Linked DNA regions of Anas platyrhynchos: region 1 is linked to region 2. The links are chromatin contacts, called in public Hi-C maps. All regions are on one chromosome and are shown on one strand. Each heading gives the region's core, a stretch centred on a gene start, on an enhancer-like site or on the middle of the called end of the contact. The rest is flanking DNA. Distances are from core to core; before and after follow the strand shown.

Evidence for each region. Hi-C and Micro-C count contacts between places; a contact is called where the count stands out from the background.
Region 1: a Hi-C map of F1 follicle shows a contact between it and region 2, with 4 times the contacts expected there. The contact joins two enhancer-like sites. A contact is called at or near these places in 3 of 8 Hi-C or Micro-C datasets (F1 follicle, liver and skeletal muscle).

What each region holds. Positions count from the first base shown.
Region 1 is chr2:100,976,966-100,984,612 of IASCAAS_PekinDuck_T2T, forward strand. It overlaps LOC106015519 (a long non-coding RNA gene), which reads left to right. Exons shown (of 11, transcript XR_011806844.1): 5 at 1,668-1,835. Among named protein-coding and RNA genes, the nearest start is that of INHBA, 22 kb to the left of the region's middle. Within about 2 kb of position 5,301, at least 3 of the 8 cell types and tissues checked have an H3K27ac peak or open chromatin away from gene starts, as enhancers often do. A contact at or near this core is called in F1 follicle, where this site is marked.
Region 2 is chr2:100,409,274-100,416,205 of IASCAAS_PekinDuck_T2T, forward strand. All of the region lies in intron 10 of SUGCT (succinyl-CoA:glutarate-CoA transferase), which reads left to right. Among named protein-coding and RNA genes, the nearest start is that of SUGCT, 71 kb to the left of the region's middle. Within about 2 kb of position 5,613, at least 1 of the 8 cell types and tissues checked has an H3K27ac peak or open chromatin away from gene starts, as enhancers often do. A contact at or near this core is called in F1 follicle, where this site is marked.

The sequences.
Region 1 (7,647 bases), core at 4,051-6,550, 570 kb after region 2:
ATTCAGCCTGGCCTTAACCCTAGAAGATAACAACCCCCCAAACCCTAAAGCCATCCAATAAAAGGGTCCATTAACCATTAACCATTACCTTTCCTTTTTAGATGAGGCAGTCACACTCCTTATGGAAGACTTACTACAAATTAATAGGAAGAAAGGTGGTCTTCCAGCCTAGCCCACAAAACAGCAGCATTTTTGATGCACTTTTTCATCTCTAGTTTTAACATAGCCTCCAATGCTTTTTGTTTTCTTTACAAGACCATTGGCAGCAGACCAGTGCACTGCAATGACAGCCCTAAATCTTTGTAGCACATACTCAGATCATGTGAGTTAGCCTGGAGTTGTACTTCTCCCACATGGACATCTATTTTTTCAGACCTATCTGATGACTGAAAAACAGTGGCTGTGTGGTGAAAGTCACCTACAACTGGTGAGAAAGGGATGTAGGCTAGACTTGCTAAACTGAAGGTGCCTTTCATTATGCTCCCTTCACCTTCTCCACTGACAGTACTATTCCCCTGGGTGACTGCAAATCACCGCAGGACAAATGACCACTGGGACCTGATTTTGTAGATCTTCATAGACTTGCTGCATACAGAAAGACATCTCTCTGGAAAGCATCAAAAGATGAAACTACGTAGCACTTACTATTTGTAAAGTCAGAGGGGAAGGGAAAAGATTGTCTGTTTCTCACTTAATAGGTATTCAGTAAACTGTAATAACACTGAGGATCAAGACACATTTCCTGTAAAAATGAACCTATTTCTGAGCATAAAAGATTCAGTTTCTTAACTCAGATTGTCTACATATGTTCTGACTTTGCATGTTGTAAATAAAACAGTATTATACTGCAGACTATCCCAAGTGTTATTCCTGCTGTTTTACATCAGTTATCTGCTGGCTAAATTTGGGGTTCTTTCATGACTGCCTTAGAAAATAGATCTCCTGACATTTCTGGGTATCTGGAGGCCAAGTCAAGTGGCCAAATTCTGTCCTCAGCCACTGTCACAACACTGCATTGTCTCCAAAGGACTTGCACAGGAGCAGTGCAATTTCTGTCCAAAGTGTAAGACAGTGGCTTTTGCCTGTCCCTGACCATCTGTCAAAACTTATTCATAATGAACTATGATTCAAAGTAATCTGTAAACTGTATCCCTCCCATGATATAGATGTAGATTAACAGTGGCATCCCTGTTTTACAGTTGGAGGTCTGTATTCATTGTAAGAGAGTGAGATAACCAAGTGCATGCAAGTCACCAGTACATATTATTAAGGGTCAGAACTTCAAATAATGTAGCTCAGCTTAGAGTAACAGTACTATATAGTACTAATAGTTATAGAGGAAAAATGAAAAGGAGATGAATGCACATTTCCTTCCTGAACTCCTTTCCAGTGAGTGGGAGGTTCACATAGTCCATGATAAATGGCTTGCAAGGTTTGAGGTAAGGAAGAGTCAGACTCAGTCAGAGTGGCTGAGGCTGTTTTTTTGTTTGTTCTTGCCTTCTTGCAGCAAAATTCATGCTTTATTTCTTAAAATCACTCTACCTTAAAACAATGATATTCCCCTGTTCTCAGAAGCTGATAATGCTTGATGCTGTGTTCTTTCTATGGCACATTACAGTTCTGGATGCTTATTATTAATCATCATCTTTCTTAATTGTGTTACATAGGAACTGTTTGATGACCTGTGGCAAGTGGAGTAGATGTTCTACGCACTGTTTGCGATTAAACATCTAATTCATAGTAGCCCACAGTGTGAGGAACAGCTCACAGATGGTTCCAGATGGTCCTTTCCAGTTCTGTGTCTTATTATGGTTGATGGGTACCAACAGCAAAAGGTAACTGGCAATCTCTGTAACATTTCTTCTGTTGAACAACAAACCTCTTTGATCTCCTTTGAAAGAAAGAAGGAAAATTATGTTATTTGAAATCAAATGCATAAATAAAGAGTGAAATAGAAGGTTAAAAAGAAATAGTATGAAAAGGAATGAAAATATTGTTATAGTTGGTTAGAAGGTTCTTACTACTGTATTTTTATTATCTTGTGTTGAATAGCAGTGTTTTGCTCTGGCTACCAAACCAAGAGCTCACCAAAGGTTTTCATTCTTCAAGCAATATCTAAAAAATGTATTAACTTTTTTCCGGTATTAGATTTAAATTGCAGCACCCCATGAATAGGAAAGTGTTAACATTTTCCAAAACCATACACATGTGAATCTATATCTGTATCTTCACTGATATCTATGTCTTGTTAATGACTTGCATATGAAACACTGCATATCTTGCAAAATAAACATGACGTTTTTGCTGCTGCTTAAATACGCCACACTTACGTTCCTACGTGCTTTACATACCATGTGAGTGCACTCTGACGCAGAGGAGTGAAGCAACCTGGTAGGGGGAAGCTTCAGACCAAAGGGGCTCACTGAAATGCAGAAGTGAGAGGACACCAGATCTCCTCCAGGAAAGATCACAGGCAACTTCTTTGCAACAAGTAACTTGTGCATAATAACAACACTAATTAATTATTCCAAGTGTACCGCTCATCCATGTTGGGCAGGGACATGCAAAATATAACCTGGTTAATAAGGCTAAGGTAGAATTGAAGAGCTCATTTTCCACATAGTGTGTAAAAGTGTTTCATGCTCCTTTAGTTATTAGTTACGGGGATAAGGATCCAATTAAGCCCATATATGCTTGGGCTTTAGCTTAGGGAAGCTAATTTGTCTTCGGTTTCTGTGACTGTAGTTGTATTAAGCTTGGGGCTGAGCAAAACTCTAACCCCAGAATTAGGGAGATGTGTTTGGACTTTGAATTCAGACCAGAATTTTGTGGCTCAGGCCCATCTCTGCAGTAAGAGGTTGCATGGCTATGGGTGAATGGTGGTGAGTATGTTGGTGCATGTGACTGCATATTTAAGAGTTTGAAACAAGAGCGGAGGAAGGAAACAAGACCAATCTAGTGCTTTTGCCAGATCAGAATTTCCTTTCAATAAAAACTCTCTACTAGTGTCACTCCAGAATATTTAAAGAAAATAATTTCCTGTGTGCCAGCACTTACAAGGAAAATCTCTAGCCAGTGGGTTAGAAACTAGTATCAAGCTTGTAATTTATCAGTTTCATCTAGTCCAGTGTCTCAGAACTGGAAAAGAAAGGGCAAATCATGACAGAGTTGTCTCCTGGCACTCTGAAAACATATGGCAAATGGGAGACAGTGCTCTCAAAATTAACTTAATTTTCCCTGAAGAGTAAACATTCTGGACCAAATCTGTGATTCAGACCTATTCATCAAGGCATCTTACAAACGGTAAATTTGGACCTACTATGTATAAATGCATTTTCATTTTCAGTATTTCAGCCTGCAGAGTATTCAGCTGGAGATAAAACATTGGATTTTTTTTCCCCATTTGAATAAGTAATGGAGAAAGAATCTTTAATCTTGCTTCTTTTTTCTGTCATGGATTTCATACATTGGATTTTTTGGTTTTCTTCTCAGTCTGTCAAGGTCTCAAAAATGACCTTGACAAGTGATTTTTCTCACTTCTTTTGAGTGTGAATAATCCCAGTTATTTCTGTGTTGATGGTTTGTTTTTATTATGGATTTCCTTGAGCCTAAGAAGCTTGAAATAGCAGCTTTTATCTTAAAATGTTTAAACTTGATTGAGTCACAATAAGTCTGTAGCTGTCTGGATATGTAGATACGTATCTGTTCTTGGCACCTATTCGGCCTTCGTTGATGCGGTCCTCAAGCATCTTGCAATCCTCACAGTGCCCCTGGCAGGGAAGCTTTTGCAGATGGAAGGCTGAAGCGTGGCACAGAGTGAGTGACCCATTCAAGGACTCCCGGGAAGTCCAAAGAGCAAGTTCGTAGCAACATCCACTAGGTCAAACTGGTGTCTCCTCTCACCACATAATCAGTTGCGGGAACAAAAAGAAGCAACCTGTCTTACTATATTTTAACCTGGTTTTGAGTTAAATTTGGCCCCTCATAGCACTGATAATGACTTTAAAAAGATTTAGCAAGGAGAATATTCTTGAAAAAAAATACATCTATACAATCAAGTCATTAGCTAAGGGCAATTTCTCTTAGCAGGCTGTAATAAAACCAGGCTGATTAAGCTTCAGGGACTTGCATAAAGCAGTTCTGTCTTTACGGAGTGACTTAAAAGAGTCAGTGAGGCAGCAGATCCACACCAGTGAGCAGCTGCAATGAGAAACAGTGACAATCCTTTGCCTGCAAGCGTTGAAAGAAACTTCTTTGTATTTCAACTGAGACACATTTCTAGCTGGCCTATCAACCAGTGCCACGTTGTTTGTTGATGTTCATATGTATGTGAATCCAGGAGTTTAACCCATATGTAAACTGATATAACCCACCCGCCCTGATAACAGAGCTATTAAAAGAAGGCAAAGGATTAACAGGGCAGTGTAAAGAGGAAGGTGGTGATCTGCTGAGGCTGTCAGCGAACAGGTCCTGCAATGGCTGGCTTCACCTGAAACTTTGAGTCTTTACAAGACTTGGTCCAAACTAACCTACCTGTCTGTACCTTACTGTTCTGCGGCATAAAATGGGAACAAGGATGCTTTCTCTATACTTACACAGTGCTGTGGATTGTGGAGCTATCTGGTTTGGAAGGGACATCTGGAGGGCCCTCCTGTGTGGAGCAGGGCCAGCTCTGACATCAGGCCCAGTTCCAGGGCTAGATCGTACCGCTCAGGGGCTCTGAGGTCACTGGAAGCAGAGGACCTGCTGACCACCAGAGCCCAAGGATGTCCCTCCCCACCCTCCTGGTACATACCAGCTTTGGGGATAGGGGGAGGTGACTGTTTTGGGGAGAGCGTGTGGGTCTTTTGCACCTTAGTGCCTGATGCAGGCATGTGGGGGATGCAGCTGGCACCCAGGGTGCTGTGGAAGGATAGGGTTTGGAGCTGCACCCCAGGAGCCCCCCGGCTGCCTCCTTGCTGCACAGGGGCCGTGCACATCCATCCCGGCAGCAGTATGGCCGGAGATTCAGCCTGGAAACTCACAGCCTCCAGGAATAAAAGAGGGCGTGAAATCTTACTACTCTTAAATTCCAGCCGGGGGGAAGCCGGACGTATCCCTTCGGCAAAGAATCAGGCCTGCACGGTTCAAAAGGAAAGAGAAAAGGGAAGGAAGCTGCTGGCGGACTGCAGCCTCCCCCCTCTCTCTGCCCGGCGGCTGCCTCTGCCCTCTCGGAGCGCGCTGGGACTCCCCGGAGGGGGGGCCCGATCCTGTGCGCAGCGCTAATTAATTAGCAGGCGGCGCTGATTGCGGGCACTGCCCGCCTTTAGCCGGTGCTGGAGCGCCCTCTCCTGGAGCGGGGACCCCCGCAGCCTGCGGGAGGGGGCTGAGCATCTGCACCTCGCCGGCCCTGGTGGCCCAACTGTCCCCAGCAGCTCCCCCAAAGTCGTTTCGTCCCCCGTTGTTTGCCGTCCGGGGGGGGCTGGGGAGGGGGGAGGTTGACTTTTCTCGCACCTTTTTCCATCTCTGACCTCGCCGGTATTTTGCGGAGATAGGCATTAGCCTGGGTTTGCCCCCTCAGTCTCGCTAAATCTCCGTGCCTGGGAAGGAAGCAGTGTTTTGAGTCGCTAGTTCTTGCCAAAGACCTGGTTCTGATGGGCTGTGGTGCTTCAGGGAGGCCCAGGACTGGTTAATCCGAGGAATTCAATGCTGATTAAATATTGGCATATATGGAGATCCTTCAGGAGCAGCATTATGATGGATTTCTTGGCTGAGAGGAATTAATTTGTGTATCTCCCTGCTTTGACACTGTAACTGTTATCAGAGGATGCATAACTCATAAGGTTATACTCAGAAACTAGAGTAAAGATCTTGCAACAGTCTGGGTCTAAGTATGATTTTCATTCATTTAAGTACCTTCTACTAGGTTCAATGAGCTGTAATCCAGTGGAGAATTTTGTTTTTTTCCTTTAAAACATTCCACAAGGGATTCTTCAGCCTCTTATGGGATGAATCCCAGCAAGATAGGAAGTGCATGAACCACAGTCATTTACTGCAGGGACCAATAAAGACTGAGAGCATCAGGAAAAAAGAATGACTTCTATACAGCTGTGCAAGAAATACCTGGATGGCCAGAAAAGGAAATTGCTCTGTTCTTGGATGCACACTGCTGTCATGTGTTTGGGGAAGCTGGGTCAAATGAGGCAGGAAAGTTCCTCAGAGTCAGAGCAGCCTTCATGCTTGCCATTCAGTTCTCAGATCAAACGTCTCACATACTGTCTGCTACTATCTGGAGTCTGGCTCCCGACTTTGTTTTGTTCTCCCAAAGATCCAGGGAGAAGTCAGTAGTTGTGTAAGGCTGGAGATGCCATGTGGTATGCAAGGGAGTGGGAAAAAAAGCAAACCTTTGGCTTACAGGCCACAGAGTTGACATAGACTGAGGTTGTGGGCCAGCCACAATTGTCTTGGGACTGCTGTTCTCTTCTGCTGGCACGTCATCTGCCTGCAACAATGTGCTGACTGAGCTTGCTTGTCTATTGTAGCGCTTATCCTACCACTCCTTTGCCTTGTAGAGCACTTTTACATTTCAGTTGTGGATCGTTGCTCTAGTCTTGTTTCTGCCCCTTTTCACTCAAGGCAGGAACAGAAGCAAAGAGATGTTCTTCCAAGCACAAATACCACCCTAGGGTGTGAGTATGTGCTCTTTGTGATCCTTGCTGGTTTTACCAACCTGTGAGTCTTTCTTTTGTATTCACAAAGTTCCTGTCAGCACAGTATTTAAGCTTTGGTTGTGGTATTTCATTATCCAAAGGAGGGTCACCCAGACAGCCCTCCTCCCACAATAACCAGACTGCACAACGTGTGTTGCAGTGCTGTGGGTAGTACCCTGCATACCCTAGAAACTTGCAGAAGGTTGGAGAAGTATGTCTTATTAGAAAAGGTAAGGAGATGTTAGAGTTGAGCATATTTTATTCAATGAGCTCCTTGCAAGCAAAGACTTAGACATGACGAGGAAGAAGCTTCCTTTGAGAATGGCTACAAAGTGCTTGTGGGACTGGCAAGTACAGCTAGCAACCAAGATGCCTATGGGTAAAAATGGGTATCAAAAGAAAAACAAAAAGAATAGCTTAGAAGAATTAAAGCCTTGGCTTCTCTTTCTGTGCTTCCTCAGGAAAGGATATGAACTAGCAGCAAAATGTTCTCAGCATCAGCAAAAACTCCAGTGCTGTCGGAAAGATCTGAGATGTGTTAAACTTCTGCAGATGCAAAATGAAGTGGTATCAGATCTGATCGCTCAGGGAGCTGTGTGCCCTGAAATTTCACATGAAGCTATGCCCAGCAGCTCACAGACTGGCCATCAGGACACAAGGTTCTGCTTAGGGTCCCAAGCATGGGGGCGGGGGGTGGGGGGTGGGAAGGGTATGCATTCTTCTTTCAGAAGTAATTTTATTGCCGTTGTAGTGAACATGGACAGTCTTACACTGACAGCATGGGATAGTGAAGTATAACGGTGCATGTGGCCCTCTGAAGGACCTGTGGGAATAGCTGGTCCCGCTGTATAACAAAACAGTACCCAAATACTGGAAATTAGCCGAGAGCTACAATTCCCAGCTGACAGCCCAGAAGGAACAGAGAGGACAAGAGGCACCTCTTTTGGAGGGATAGGCT
Region 2 (6,932 bases), core at 4,363-6,862:
TTCCTTGGTGGGAAGCACTGAAATAAGAATTCTGTTTCCTTGTTATTTTAGTCAATGCAAAGGTATAATAATCATCTGTGGGATGCAGTGTAGAAAAGTTCCCATTTATGGGGAATGAATTCCAGTTATTCAAAACTGATGACATTATACTGTAACCTTACTGGTAATAGTCCTTCAATGAGTTGTCAAGCCTCTCTCGAGCAGAGCTGCTGTCTGGAAAGGAAATCAGTAGGTTTGCCTTGGGCAGTTTTAGACATGTGCTTGGTGTATGATGTGAGATGTGAAGTGGTGTTATAACTTCATTCATATATATCCCATCCTGTCACAGACATACCACTTTAACAAAGCTTGTATCTAATTATTATAGACAGTTTCTTACCTGTATACAGGTACTTTTCAGATGGAAACGAAATACATTTTTAATTTAAAACCTGAAACTTTTTTTTTCTTCCATGAAGAAAATCATCCTGTATCTTTCTGGTTTAAGGAATGCCTGCAAGGTATTTTTAATGAGTATGCAATACTTTGAATTTGCAAAATAGCTTTGGATAATCATCGTTATTGTTTAGGAATGATAGCTGATAGTTAATACTGTCTCATTTTTCATCTCCTCCAGGGAAATGTCACAGGACTGTTTTGCAAGGCTATTTTTTTGTCAGAACATTTGTCACAGAACATTTCTGTACCTTGAACTCATATTTAGTCATTTAAACTGGGTGTACATTAAGATCTTTAGTCTGTCACTTGCCCGTGTTTCATGAGAAGTCGTCTAGGATCAAAACATGGGTTTACTGGCATTCAGAGTCATTTAGTATACATATTTGTCTCCTCTTTGGTTCCTTGTTTTCTCCATTGCTATGTGAGGGATCTAGTTTGTATTACAGCAGCATGGTTAGTCTACAGAGGTATTGCAGGATTACTGAACATTGTGGGTAGGTATATCCATGTCAAATTGTAATCTTTAGAAAGGGAAGCATAGCAGAGCCCTGATCAGAAGATCTCTTTTCACATTATTGCTGGCTGGAAAGGGATAAAATATGATCAGTGGGCTTGTAGGGGAGATATCGATTGCAACTGAATCACTGTTTTCCTTTAATCTGCTTGTTAGATCCAGAGCAGAAGAATAAACTTCGCTTTTGTTCTCAGGAAAGTGCTTTTCACAATCATTGTATAACAACGCACTGCAGACGTTTGTATAAACATGTTTAAACAGTCTGAAAGAGATCTCAGAAACCCATGTACAGCGTCATGTGCAGTGACTCCAGACATAATCATCCTGAATACATAAATGGCTATTTGTGTTGCTATCATAGACAGGAGCTCTTAAAAACAAGAAACAACAACAAAAAAACACGTCATGATATGTTGTACAAGGTATTGTACAAGCAGGACAAATTAGCTCTTTCTGACCTGTGTTCGTGAATGAAGCATGAAGGAGTTACTTTTTGTGACAGAAGTGAGGACTTGGGTAAGGTGTCCACAATCTTAGAAACTTTTTGAGATTGTATTTCCTTAAGAATTCAAGGAACTGGTAATTTATTGTGAATAATACTCAGTCGTAAGGCACAGGAGAGATTAAGGCATGTCTACATGATGATATAAACTTTATAGGGACAGAATAGTGAGCAAATAAAAAAATAATTAACATTCTTACCATTATTTAATTGATGCTCAGGTGTGTGCTTTTATTATGTGAAACGTGACAGTTTTGGTTGGAAAATATTGATTGTTATGAAAGGGTATGTCCACTAGATGTCATTCATGTAATCTAGTTTTTGTTGCAGCATTTATTTCTAGGGATCTATTTAGGATGGTAGATGCAAATTATCTGCATTATTAACTGCTTCTGTATAGGCAGTGCTACTGATTTTATGTGTAAGTGTGGCATGGTACAAATCATCTGCTTGTCTCTGTGATGGGTTTAACATACCTATTAGTCTAGGACTTTGTGTTTTTACATATCATTACATTGTTGCATGAACTAATATCTTATATAAGAGCACCCAGATGAGCTGTATATAGTCTATGACTGTTCTGTAAGGAGCCATATGATCGTAGAAGTAAGGATGTTATGTCCCTAAGGAAACAAAAATTACCTTGTTAGTAATATAATTCAACTTGAAATTTATTCTTTTCAAAGCTATTTACACCTCAAAGGGCAGTTCATTAGAAGTATACATATCTAATTAGGAAAATCATCTGGAATTTCATAAACTTGCACAAATGGATTTATATACTTAGGGATCTTAACTATGAAACTGTAGCTACAACTACAGCTATTGATTAGTGTCACTTTATTAATATCTAAGACATTTAAAATAGAATCACTTCAAGCAAGCTTACATGAAGTGCTATGTTGAGTGGAAAAATCAGAGGTACATCTGATCATTCCTGCAGGCAAGCTGGTGGGATCTATACAGGTGTGAAATCATTAGCAAGATGTGCTTGAGCCCTCTCCTCTCCGTCTTTCTAGAATGGCATGTGTCACTAATTGCTTGACAGCTTTTGGGAATCTATTATTTATACTCTCATTGAAGAGCAACTGCTGCAAGATTGGCCTGTGCTCCTTCCCACTTTCACATTGGGGTAGCTACAGCAAAACTGGAAGCCTGACATCACAGCTTCCTCCAACCTCCCTTTCCCCTCCTGTATGGAATAAAGAATTTCTCTGCCCTGTGTAGTCAGCCAGAGGGCAGGATGGGGAAGTGATAATCTCTTGGAATGAGCACTTGCATGAAAAATGATAAATGCTACATTGCGTGGGGATTAACACTTGATTATGAACTTGCTTTTAATGGAGTGATGCTTCTCTTTCAGCAATGTGAAGGTTTGCCATACTACTAGACCTGATTAAGAACCTTTACCACTATCCAGCCAAGAGAACCATCTGCCATCAGAAACGTAACTGTGTTAGGAACTGTTTCACTCCTTTGCATATTGTCCTCAAGAATGTAAAACGCTTACACTCACATAGCATCAACTTCCCTAGAAAAATTCCTGTTCCCCACATCTCATTGCTACATTCTTCCTTTTCTCATCATGAGAATTACATTTCTGCTCACATTTAATGCACCTGTAAGAGGTCTGTGTTTTGTCACCGTGAAACTGAAACATGACCATCCAGAGCTGGTTTAACTGGTGGAGTTGCTGTATAAATCATATTTATTCTCATGTTTTTTGATGGGAGATCTTACAACAGATATCCTGTGAGTATGTTCACAGAGGGGGCAGTCTGTGAGTCACTGGTGTTTAAGAAGCTCGTTTGGCATTTTTAGTTTTGGTATTAAGTACTACTGAGTAAAGATTTAGTGTAGAACTTTATTGCTACTTTGTAGGATGGCCCTTTCTTTTCACAATGAGCTTGACACGTCATGCAAATTTGGTCATTAAGTTAATTCCCTAGAACTGATGTATACTAATAAATTTGGTGTGTGCCGTTTTTTTTCCTCTAAAAATATTGCAGTACTGCTGTGATAAGCCTAGCTCCAGTGCAGTAGTGGCAGTGATCCTCCAGTGTGCAGGCAGTTTAATTGGAAGGGCGGCATTTTTTTGAAAGAGCTGAATGACTTTGTAGCTTCTGTTCCGTTTTCCAAAGCAGTATATACGCTTAAGAAGCCAAAGTCCTGCTGTCTTGCAAAAAACCACAGAAGTTTTAAGTGCTAAATCTACTTATGAAAATGAGCTTTAAATTACAGGGCTTTTTAATGTTGTTTCTTGTGTCCTATGCTACATTCAAACATAATGCTGCATGATGCTAAAACAGGTATTATTTTTTAATCAATACCCTCACTAATAAACCTTGATGCTAAGAAGTAAGAAAATGTAACCTGAGGCTTTGTCTATTATTAAACCCTTATTAATATCAGAATAGTTTTGATACATTTGCTTTTTAAGAGAAGTGGGATTTTAGCTACAGAACTTCAATTCACTTATATCGAGAGTGGTAAGGGTGAAGGTAAGAGACGCTTACCTTCAAAAAAAGTAGTTATCTGCTTTGACAAAACTGTACTTCCTGACAATCACTTAAAAACAGAGCATTTGCTGACTGAAGTTTACCCTGGTCATGTAAATTAATCTAGAGAAAGCAATCCTATACCTGTGGCCCCAAGGAGATTTCAACTGGTTATCTTGCTGTCACCTCCACTTTTGTTCTATTAGCTCTAAGCTACTTTTGATAGATGTCTGTCCCAATTTCTCTACATTGGAAATTCTGGAATATGTTTTATGGTCTTGTTAAACCCATAAGTGGGTCCTCTGAGCTCACTATGAGGAAGAAAAGAAATAATTTCATTGTCAGCTTAGAAGATGTCCTAAATTAGGAAAAGTATTTTTACTCTGTTGTTAGTGGTGTACTGCAGAAGTTGATTGTCTTGTTGTCTATAGCAAACATTTCTATACAGGTAATTTGTGCTCCTCTATAAGGTACTGTTTGCTGGTTTGTGTGAGGCCAACTCTTCACTTTTTCCCCAACCCGTATTCACATTTCCCCCCCTGTATTTTTTCCACCTCTTGTAATTTTTGTTTTTCTCTCTGGCATTTTTTCTACTTTGTTCACCTCTTCAGCTGTGCTGTCCAGATCTTGACAGAGTGCTTCAGGTGAGTTCTTTGTGTTTCTGAGTAACACAAAAAGCTATCACTTCTGAAAGACAGCTGGGAATAGTTTGCTTTATTAGTTAACAACAACATATTGCTGTATCTCATCCTTCTTGGGTTTTCAGCTGCAGGATAGGAGAACAGCACATAGCTCTATGCCGAAACTGCTAATTAGTTACCGGCTGCAACTTCAGTTTGATTTACTATTAAAAGGTTCTTGGGGTTCCTTTGTGCCTTTGTGTTCTGTTTTTTTTTTTTTTTTTTTTTTTTTTGTGTGTGTGTGTGTGTGTGTATAATTTACAGAATAGTTTTATTGATCATTTCCAGTTTGGTGAAACCTGCAGAGGTAAGGTCACTCAATACTAAAGTGATCTCTGAATCTGAGTTAGCAGCAGACAAAACTGTTGTCTGATGGTTGTCTGACTGTTGTCTTGTTTTGTCATCTACAGCAAGTTTAGGGTACTTGAATTTGAAAGAGTATGTTCGTGTGTGGCTTTAATGATCTTTTCAAAATACCCATTGGTTAACATCAGTAGTCATCTTTTCTTTCCTGGATAAATGAGCTCTGAGATTCTAAATAAAGTTGTCCAGCAAGGATATGGAAGACACAAATTGTATTATTTTATGTTTTAGATGGCTACCAAGGTAAAAAGTAGAAGTTAAGTTATCTTAGTAGAAAGGCTATTCTTTGCTAGATAATAATAATAATAATAATAATAATAATCAGACACAGAGTTAATCTCTAATTTGTTTTCCAACTGGTATGCAGAAAGTTAATACTAGTTGTGATTCTGTATCAAAACAATTGATTGTCACGTGGAATGGCCATAATATAAATAAATAGCAAGTTGATGTGATTTCAAGTAGAGAAGCATTAGATGAGTCTACGTATTTTTTTTTAAAACCTAATATAAAGACAAAGAATATAAAACATAAATATCAATGTCAGTCTGTATGATAATGTCTGTTCTAAACAGAGACAATTTTTTGACCTTGTCAAATTTATACTTGGAATGTGGGGTTGAGATAATGGCGAGAGACTTTTGACCATGAATAATAGTTGTAACAATGCAACAAAGCCTTTTTTAGCTATTAACTTAGCTCAATGGGGCAGAGAGGGCATTTTAATTTAGCATGGGGTATAGAACAATGAACCCCAATTCTTATTTTAGTGCTTCAGCAAAACCACAAATAATAATTTCTTCCTCCTTGCATAAATGCTTACAGCATTTTATTTGGCTTGAGAGTTTTATATATAGGAGTGAATGTATTGAGGTTAATTCTAGATATTACTTGATTTGTCTTAGTTTATCCATTTTTACATACCAGGTTTATATTTACCAGTTTGTTGAAGTTGAAGGTTAAATGAGAAGTAAAAATACTGTCGTATGATCGGAATTGTGAAAGAATCTGAGTTTTGTTTAATACATATAGTGTTTGCTGAAGTTTAATTTATTCCACAGAACATGAGGAGGCCCCTGGGCAGGAAGAGTTCTATGTATTAAGAATCTGATCAGGTACTTCATTTGAGAGAGTGTTATTAGTAATACCTCTTAGCATTTATGCATAATTATTTTATCTTTTCACTGTTACCTTTTCAAACCCCTCAGAGATTCTTAAATAATAAATAATTATTGCTATCTTTCAGAGTCTGACAGCGCATCATTGAGCAGTGTCATGTAAAAGTATGTGATCTAGCTTCAATGCTGCAAGCAGGGAAAAATTCTAGAAAAACAGTCTTGGATGGTGCTACACCTTCTCCATGTAAGATCATCTTGAACAATGTTGCTCTCCGCAGATATTTTCCTGACTTATTCTGGGACCCCATAACCTCCCAGACACTTAATTTTAGTGTTTCACTGTCTATTTAATCTCCGTGGCATACTAGGCAAGAAAATCACAGCAAGGAAGAGGCAGATCAGACATTAAGATAAGGTTTCTAATGCAGAAGCCAGATTCCTTCCTCTTTTCAGTAGTCTTTCATGTCATTATGTGCTAGCTTTTCTAAACTTCCTAAGTCTTTCCCCTGAGATCATGCTTTCCAGAACTTATGGTTTTTCTCTGTGCTTTCCTTTTGGAACACATCACTTTTGTGGCAACCAGAACCAAATGTGGCACATTACTCCAACTCCAGCTTTGTCATCTTGAAGTACAACAGATTATTTCATGAATCTTGTGGGTTCTGTTGATGTTCTGAAGTGCCAATTTAATGTTATCCTGCTGTTGCAAAGGAGACTGTTGTTAATTCATTTGCAGTTTCTGAAATGTGACTTCTTGATCCTTTTCTCCTGTATCGGTGGAGTGAATCTTTCATGTCTAATTTTAGAACTTCCCAATTG